2 separate regions of the Mus musculus genome follow, and region 2 is linked to region 1. Evidence: chromatin contacts called from public Hi-C data. All regions are on one chromosome and are shown on one strand. The core of a region is the stretch at or near the end of the contact, and the rest is flanking DNA. Distances in the headings are between cores, read along the strand shown. Region 1 overlaps C730014E05Rik (RIKEN cDNA C730014E05 gene). Region 2 has its middle 26 kb from the start of Rtp1.

The links. Hi-C and Micro-C count contacts between places; a contact is called where the count stands out from the background.
Region 2: a Hi-C map of bone marrow-derived macrophages shows a contact between it and region 1, with 24 read pairs. The contact joins two enhancer-like sites. A contact is called at or near these places in 6 of 484 Hi-C or Micro-C datasets (bone marrow-derived macrophages, cerebral cortex, embryonic stem cells and 2 more), 4 of 115 datasets of contacts at active chromatin or transcription factors (the SCID.adh cell line, embryonic stem cells, large pre-B cells and 1 more) and 1 of 9 other capture datasets (embryonic stem cells).

The regions. Positions count from the first base shown.
Region 1 is chr16:23,178,964-23,182,745 of GRCm38.p6, forward strand. All of the region lies in intron 1 of C730014E05Rik (RIKEN cDNA C730014E05 gene), which reads left to right. It also overlaps the pseudogene Gm6630. Among named protein-coding and RNA genes, the nearest start is that of C730014E05Rik, 5.6 kb to the left of the region's middle. Within about 2 kb of position 2,263, at least 75 of the 459 cell types and tissues checked have an H3K27ac peak or open chromatin away from gene starts, as enhancers often do. A contact at or near this core is called in the SCID.adh cell line and bone marrow-derived macrophages, where this site is marked.
Region 2 is chr16:23,401,148-23,405,136 of GRCm38.p6, forward strand. No RefSeq gene overlaps it. Among named protein-coding and RNA genes, the nearest start is that of Rtp1, 26 kb to the right of the region's middle. Within about 2 kb of position 2,259, at least 49 of the 459 cell types and tissues checked have an H3K27ac peak or open chromatin away from gene starts, as enhancers often do. A contact at or near this core is called in the SCID.adh cell line and bone marrow-derived macrophages, where this site is marked.

The DNA.
Region 1 (3,782 bases), core at 1,013-3,512:
TAAAGCTGTTTGGGCAAAAAGTATATTGTGGGACACCCTGCAGTTTGCAAGTCACTTCAACCAACAAATGGAGAGGTGGGGAAGGAGGAGCAGCGCATGTGTGGTGGAGAGAGGTGGAACTAGAGACACACCAGCTGTGACAGGTTTGCAAGAAGGTTGTGATGCACCTGGAGCTCACACAGGCTCTGACCCTGAACACGATGTGCGGCTACATAATAGCCCTGGCTCTGAGCAATAACAGCATGTTCAAGATGGAGAACAGTTCGTTTTTCTGAATTGGGACTCCTCAAAAGACCTCCATCCTCCATGCTGCTGCTGGAGGTCATGCTGGTGTCCATAGTCTGTGCTACAGCCAGGGGAGGTGCTGGTGCCCGTGGTCTGTGCTGCTGCCCTAGGGTGTGTTGATGTCTGTGCTCTGTGTGGATGTCTGTGATCTGTGCTGCCCCCAAAGGCTTTGTTCATGTCCATGATCCATGCTGCCACAGGGCTTCATGTTGATGCCGGTAGTCTGTGCTCCATCTGGAGACCATGTTGATGTTCCACCTCTCTTAAAAATTCTCATGGTCTACACGCCGCCGTCTGTGCCGCCGCCATGTCTCTAGTGATCTCTAAGAAGTTCCAGCACATTTTGCGAGTACTCAACACCGACATCGATGGGCGGCAGAAAATAGGCTTCACTATCACTGCCATTAAGGTCGTGGGGCGGAGCTATGCTCATGTGGTGTTGAGGAAAACAGACATCGACCTCACCAAGGCTGGAGAACGCACGGAGGATGAGGTGGAGCGTGTGATCACCATCATGCAGAACCCGCGACAGTACAGGATTCCAGACTGGTTCCTGAACAGACAGAAGGATGGGAAGGGTGGGAAGTACAGCCAGGCTCTGGCCAGCGGACCAGACAACAAGCTGCGTGAGGACCTGGAGCAGCTGAAGAAAATTCGAGCCCATAGAGGGCTGCGCCACTTTTGTGGCCTTCTTGTCCGAGGTCAGCACACCAAGACCACTGGCCGCAGGGGCCGTACTGTGGGTGTATCCAAGAAGGAATGAGTCTCTGGGCCTTTGCTGTTAATAGTTTATATACCTTAAAAAAATTCTCATGGTCTTTAAAAATTCAAACATTTAATATGTCAATTTCTTTAAAATATTTGTTTTCCTAAACTGCTGAAGTTTTTCTAGAACAATCAAAGTCTCTATAAAATTCCAGTCTCTTGACCATGAGCTTCTGAAAAATTAAAAATAAATTAAGTACTTTTTTATTCCAAGAGGGAAGAACCAGGACTCGGTTAAAATCCAATCAAGGTTCAAAGGTATACAACTTTGAGTGGTTGATGTCTGGAATCCATTCAGGGTTCCCCAAAATAGCTCTATTCCTCCAGCTATGCCATTCATAGACTGGCCAGTTTAAGCCCCGGTCAGGTCCACTCCACAGCTATGGTGTCCACTGTATCTGTGTCACACTCTAACCAATCACCTGTCCTGGGCTCTTTCCAGGGTCTCTGATCCTGATACCTGGTGCCGAGCATTTCTCCATGGCTCCTCCAATACTAGGGCTTGTACTTCAACCAAGGCTGTATATTCACTTATGGCCTCTCCTGGCTTTTCATGCTTTAAACCTCAGCTACTCTCTATGACCCTTCCATGCCTGGGAAACACTTATACATTACCAGATTATCAGTGCCACAGAAGCAATTCTTAGCATCATTAGCCCTTGAAGGTCAGGTCAAATCAAATCAAATGTTCAAGAAGATATCACATCACACCCACAGTGGTGATTATATCTTACAACTCAGGCATTAGCAAATTTTGGTGGAAGTATCACAAAATTCATAGTGTTACCAGGATACTGATGCAGTTAGCTTGGAAGATGATGTACTTACTTAAAAGGGTAAACATTGTTATCACTCCTAGATATATGTCCTAGATATAAGATGAAAAGAAAGGAAAATACGGGTAAACACCAAACTTGTAGCATTGTTGACAAGCTACTGTGTTTACAGGCAAAAAAGTGAAAAAAAAAATCCAGTGTCCTTCAATTAATGAATGGGTAAAGAAAATTTATTATGAGCACATAATATAATATTAAATAATCAAAAAGAATGTGGTGAGGTGACTGTCTATACTGTAGCATGCATGAATATTGAAAGTAGGACGTGAAGTAAAAGAAGCCAGTCACAGAACATCTCAGTGTGAGACATGTGGCCCAATGTGATCCACAGCAACAGAAAACAGCAGCCGAGGGTGGAGAAAACAAGTGGCGGCTGCTTGTGGCACCCAGTTCCTCCAGGGGTGATAAAAAGGGCTCTGAAATGTCCTGTAGTGGAGGACCAGGTCACATGGCTGGATTGCATGATGCTGCACTTAGAAAACTGTGCTGAGAGAGAAAGCCATGAAAACGATATGGTCTGTGCTTCAGAAAACCACAACCCCAGTATCTTAATCTTCTATATTGCTACTAAAAATTCCTGACTAGCTTTAGTTTCCATGCAAAAAGGATGGGGAGACAGCAGAAGATGCAGAAGATCAATAGATGAGAACATGTGGAAAAACACATGGAAGAAAAACAGGAGGACTGCAGACAAGAGTATCATGGTGATGTATCAGAGTATCAGGACAGGATCAGCACCAGCTCAGCTACTGATCACGTCATTGAACATGGTTATACAGGCTTGAACTGACAGCTTAGGAGCTCCGCCCAGGTTAGGCATTCTCAAGCTAAGACTTTTCATTTCCTGGGAGGGCTCCTTACAGTATACTACTGCTTTCTCCCTAACAGGTTCTAGTTTAACAGGTTGCGATGGTACCAAAGTTTTCTGTATTTCTAAATGTCTATGCTGTGGTTTTGAGAACTGCTTTGCAAAGCACCATCTAGGTCTTTGAAGGCACAGCTTCCTCTTGTTGGGTTAAAATAAAATCTTCTAAGGAAGAGGAAAAGGGAGGGTGGGGTGGGTGGAGAGATGGCCCAGAAGCTAAAAACATTGACTGCTCTTCCAGAGAACTAGGGTTCAATTCCCTGTACCCACATGGCAGCTTACAACTGTCCCTAACTTCAGTTCCAGGGTATCCAACACCTTCATACAGACAGACATGCAGGCAAAACACCAATGCCCATAAAATTTTTAAAAAAATTTTAAAAAAGAAGAAAAAGAGGAAGGGGAGGTGAGATGGGTGTGAGGGGAAGGGAAGAGGGAAGGAAGGGAGGGGAGAGCTGTCAGAAGGAGAGGGAGGAGAGTTGAGGTTAGTAAAGTAACTTCTCTTGTAAAATTCTGTTAAAGATTTCTGTAAAAAAATGTTCTGTCTTTGGGTGTGTGTGTGCTGTTAAATAAATGCAGAGCAAAGCCCTTTGTTAGGGATAGGCCCAGTCACAGACACACAACTGCACACATGGCCACAGACAGACATGAGACAGATAGAGGCACACACACAGGCAACAGGGACAGACAGATCAAGACACAAACAACAGGCAGGTAATTTACAGATCAGTGACTGCAAACTGTAGACAGATGGGAAGCACAGAAGTGGACTCAGATCTTGGTCAAACTCCTCCAAGGGGAAGTTGCTTTATTTTCATTCCCGAGTGTGCTTATTGATGCAAGTGTGTATATGGTTTTAGGGCTGAGCACTTGGTATTAGATAACCAATCAGGACACTCATCCCTGGAGAACACTGATCTTTCCTTCTCTCAGTAGTCATTAATCTCCTGTGGCTGTGAAATTTCCCCCCGCAGGTTGGTGTGCCATCTGATGTCACTGTTCAGGTCTTGTGTAGGTGGTCTTATTGCTGA
Region 2 (3,989 bases), core at 1,009-3,508, 220 kb after region 1:
CTTTGCCTCCTATGTGCTGTGATTATAAGTGTGTGCTGTCAAGCCCCAACCTCCAAAAAGACAATTTGGGCTCAGCTCAGGCTGAATTCCGACCCAGTAAGCACTTAGCATTCTTCAGAAACCTTGTAAAGTGAGTTTCTGTTAGCTAATACTTTTTCCTCTGCTACTACAGTCCCCCTCGGTCCCCCAAAATCCAGAGCCAGCATCTAGTCCTCTATTTACTCAAACAAGCCACCAACAGATCAGAGCCCTGTGCTAGATTCCAGCTGTTCCAGATAACTGCCCTCCCCCTCCTCCTCCTCCTCCTCCTCCTCCTCCTCCTCCTCCTCCTCCTCCTCCTCCTCCTCCCCTTCCCCCTCCTCCCCTTCTTCCTCTTCCACATAACACATAGTAACCAGCAAGAGTCTCCCACTATCTTCATGCTCTTCCCTACTCCTGCAGCCCTGGCAATAACCAGGCTGCTGCTCCCCCTTCCTGCTCTCTGTGCTACTCTCTCTGTCCCAGAAAGGCAGCCATTACTGACTCCCCCAGATGCCGCTGGCTGTTCTTTCCCTTATCTACAATACCACCTTCCCCCAGTAATGAATCAGTCACGTTGACAAGGTCTTCACTCTACAAGGTCTTCACTGTCCTCCTCAAATACCAACGCCCACAGGCGTTCTTCTTATTTCCTTAACCTCTTCTTTCCTTCTCCTAGTCTCACAAGGAAGCAAGCCATTACAGATTGTGGCTGCTGGGAAATCAAGGAGGAAGGGAGGTGGAGGTGTTTGTAGGTTTGCCAAATGAGAGTGAGTGAGAGTGGGAGAAAGCGCCAGGATTCTTTGTTCCCTCCACTTCCTGCACTGTCTCCCCCACTAAGAGTTAATTCAGGGGCAGGTTGGTCACCTGGCCAAGGATCTATCCCTCAGGAAGAATTGGCCCACCCTAAGCCAATAATTATCCCTTTACTGAGGCAAGGCATGTTTTCTTCCCAGACACCCCCCACCCCCACCCCACCCCAGCACGGTCTCCTTCACAGTGCAGCCATACAGCTCTATAAGTCTGAGTTACTCACACAAGCGTGACTTTGCTTTTCTTCTTCCTGCCCCCTCTCTAAGCATGCTTTTCCTAATGGTCTGGGCTTTACTTTTCTAATGCTTTGCTTCCTGCCAGGTGGTCGCTTGCCCTCCCTGTGTCTGAGCTCCATATCTGTTTAATTCAAACAGCATGGCTGTGCCCTTCTCCATTCTCCTCTGGGCAAGATTTCCAACTTGCTACCTTATGATTTTCCTTCTAAATTCTAATAAAATTGTCCTGACATTTTTATCTCATAAAGGTCCATGATTCACCAAAGAATGATACCCAGGACTCAAATAGTATATAAAAGCAAAGAGTGTTTTATTCTGCAGAAGTCCAGAATGCTGGAGTCTCCTGTTCCAATGTGGGGATGCCCATGTGAGTTTGCAGGCCCAATTTAAAGTACATCAGGGAGTCCCGGGGAGGTGTAGGTAGGTAACCTCTATCTCTTGGCTCTATCTCTGGGGACATTCCAGAACCATTGCTGGGGAAGTCTGAAAACTGTTCCCGAGGACATCTGGAAAGTGATGCTGACCGTGTCCTTACCTCAGGGCCAACGGCAGGGTAGCTTCTGAGGTCTGGACTTGCCCGGGTCTTGGAAACAGAAATTTAGGCCTAGTCTCCTGTTTGAAGCCAGCTTGAAGCCTGCCACGGAGTCAGCGTGTCTCAATCTGACTGTTTTTAAAATTCTTTTTATCAAAGAGACCAAGACCCACTAAAGGGGGCCCCAATTTCCCTTATTTTAGCAGCAGTGTTACAGTTTGATGTAAAAGATGTGAGTGTGAGAGAGACAGAAAAGACAGACAGACACCAGGAAATGCACACATGTTTATTAAAGAACAGTGTGAACGCCTTCTGATTATGAATCCTTCCCCTGCCAGGCTGTTGTCCGCCACCACCACCCGCCCCACCCAGCATGGATGGCATTCCTGGGGGAAATTTTAATTCTTTGAGTCCTTTGTTTGAATAGGGTGGTATATTTATAATGTGTGTGTGTGTGTGTGTGTGTGTGTGTGTGTGTGTGCGTGTGTGTGTTATATCTGGCAGCATGTTGTGAGGGTCTTCCATGCTGCTGCTTGCAGCTATAGTTCTTATTTTCACTAAAATGCACTGTAATTTATACTTTCTGCCCAACTCCTAATTATGGTTGTCCAAGTTCCTGAAGTAAGAGCAGAAACTGCTGCCCCCTTGTGGCCTGCGGTGGTTATAACCTTCTGAATGGTTGATTTCTTTCTAAATCAACTGGCCCCCAGGCAGCTAGAATTTCAGGATGCCTGCTTGTTCAAATTACATCTAGAAGGTTAGGAGGTCACATGACTCAACTGGAAGGAACGCTCCTGTGAGATAGCTTTTGTTTACAGGAGGAGGCTCAGTTCCACCTCATTCTGGTTTCTATCATCTTATCAGAAGGAATTTGGCACAAGATGCAGCAGTAGGTGCTCCGGTACTTACCAGAGCGTGCAAAGACAGGATCAGTTACTGTGTGGTGAGGTCATACAACATCCTATTCCAAAAATAGAATATAGAGGGACATTTATCATCTATGCCTGTTTGCATGCTCACACATGTGGGCACACATGCATGTGCATGTATGTGTGTACATGGTTGTGAAGTCTTCCTCTTCTATCTTATATATTAAGGCAGGTGTGTGTGTGTGGGGTGTCTCACCTGAAACTCAAGCTCAGCGAATGAGCTAATCTCGCTAGCCAGCGTTCTCCAGGAATTCCATCTTTCACTTTTGAGTACTGTGGTTACAAGGCAGCCTGACATACCCACCTGGCCTTTATGTGGGTGTTAAAAATCAGCACTTGGATCGTCCTGCTTTCACAACAAGAACTTTATCTACTGAGCCAGCACCTCAGCCTGTTATGTCTCTTTTCCTGGGTGTTTTTCTTCCTTTATTTACCTGGTAATATTGAGGGTCAAGTGTTCCTGGCAGAAGAATAAAGAAAGCAAAAACAAAACCAACCAACCAACCAACAAACAGAAACAATAACAATAACTACCTGGCAAATAACTACTGCAATCTATTTGTTTTGTTTATTTATTTCATTATTTTTTCTTTTATGGAAATATTTTTTTTCATACAATATATTCTGATGACAGTTTTCCCTGCCCCTATACCTCCCACTTCCTCCTGACCTCCATTCCTTCTGGATCCACACAGCCATCTAAGGACTAATAGTAAAATAAAATAAAATAAAATTGCAATCTACTTTTATGTGTACAAGAATGATTTGTGGAAAGCCACACACACACACACACACACACACAAACACACACACCAACACCAGAAACACAAGTGAAACAACAATGAAGTCAAGGGGAGGGGAAACAAAGTCAAGGGGAGGCCTGGGGCTTGAGGAGGGGGCAGGGTACGACAGGCCTTGAGATGTTAAGGGGTTGCAGTGTTTGAAGAAAATGTCAGAAAGGTGCTCATGGATCAGCAGAATTAATACAGTAAAAAGGGCCATCCTATCCAAAGCAATCTACAGATCAATGCAGTCCCTACCAAAAATCCAATACAATTCTTCACAGAAATTGAAAGGGAAAATTTCAGTTTCATATGGAAACCTAAAAGAACCCAGGATAGCACAAACAATCCTGAATAATCAAGTCACTGCTGGAGGTCTCACCATCTGCAGTCTCAAGCTGTACTAGAGAGCTGTAGTAATAGAAGCAGCGTGCTGTTGACACAGTATCAGACACATAGACTGATGGAACCAAGCAGAAGATCCAGTCACAAATTCACATATGTATGGACACCTATCTTTTTTTGACAAAGAACCTAGAAATACACAGGGGAAAAAAGATAGCATCTTCAATAAATGGTGCTGTTCAAACTGGATGGCTGCATGTAGAAGAATCCATATAGATCTATACTTACCACCCTGCACAAAACTCAACTCCAAATGGAGCAAAGACCTTAAAAT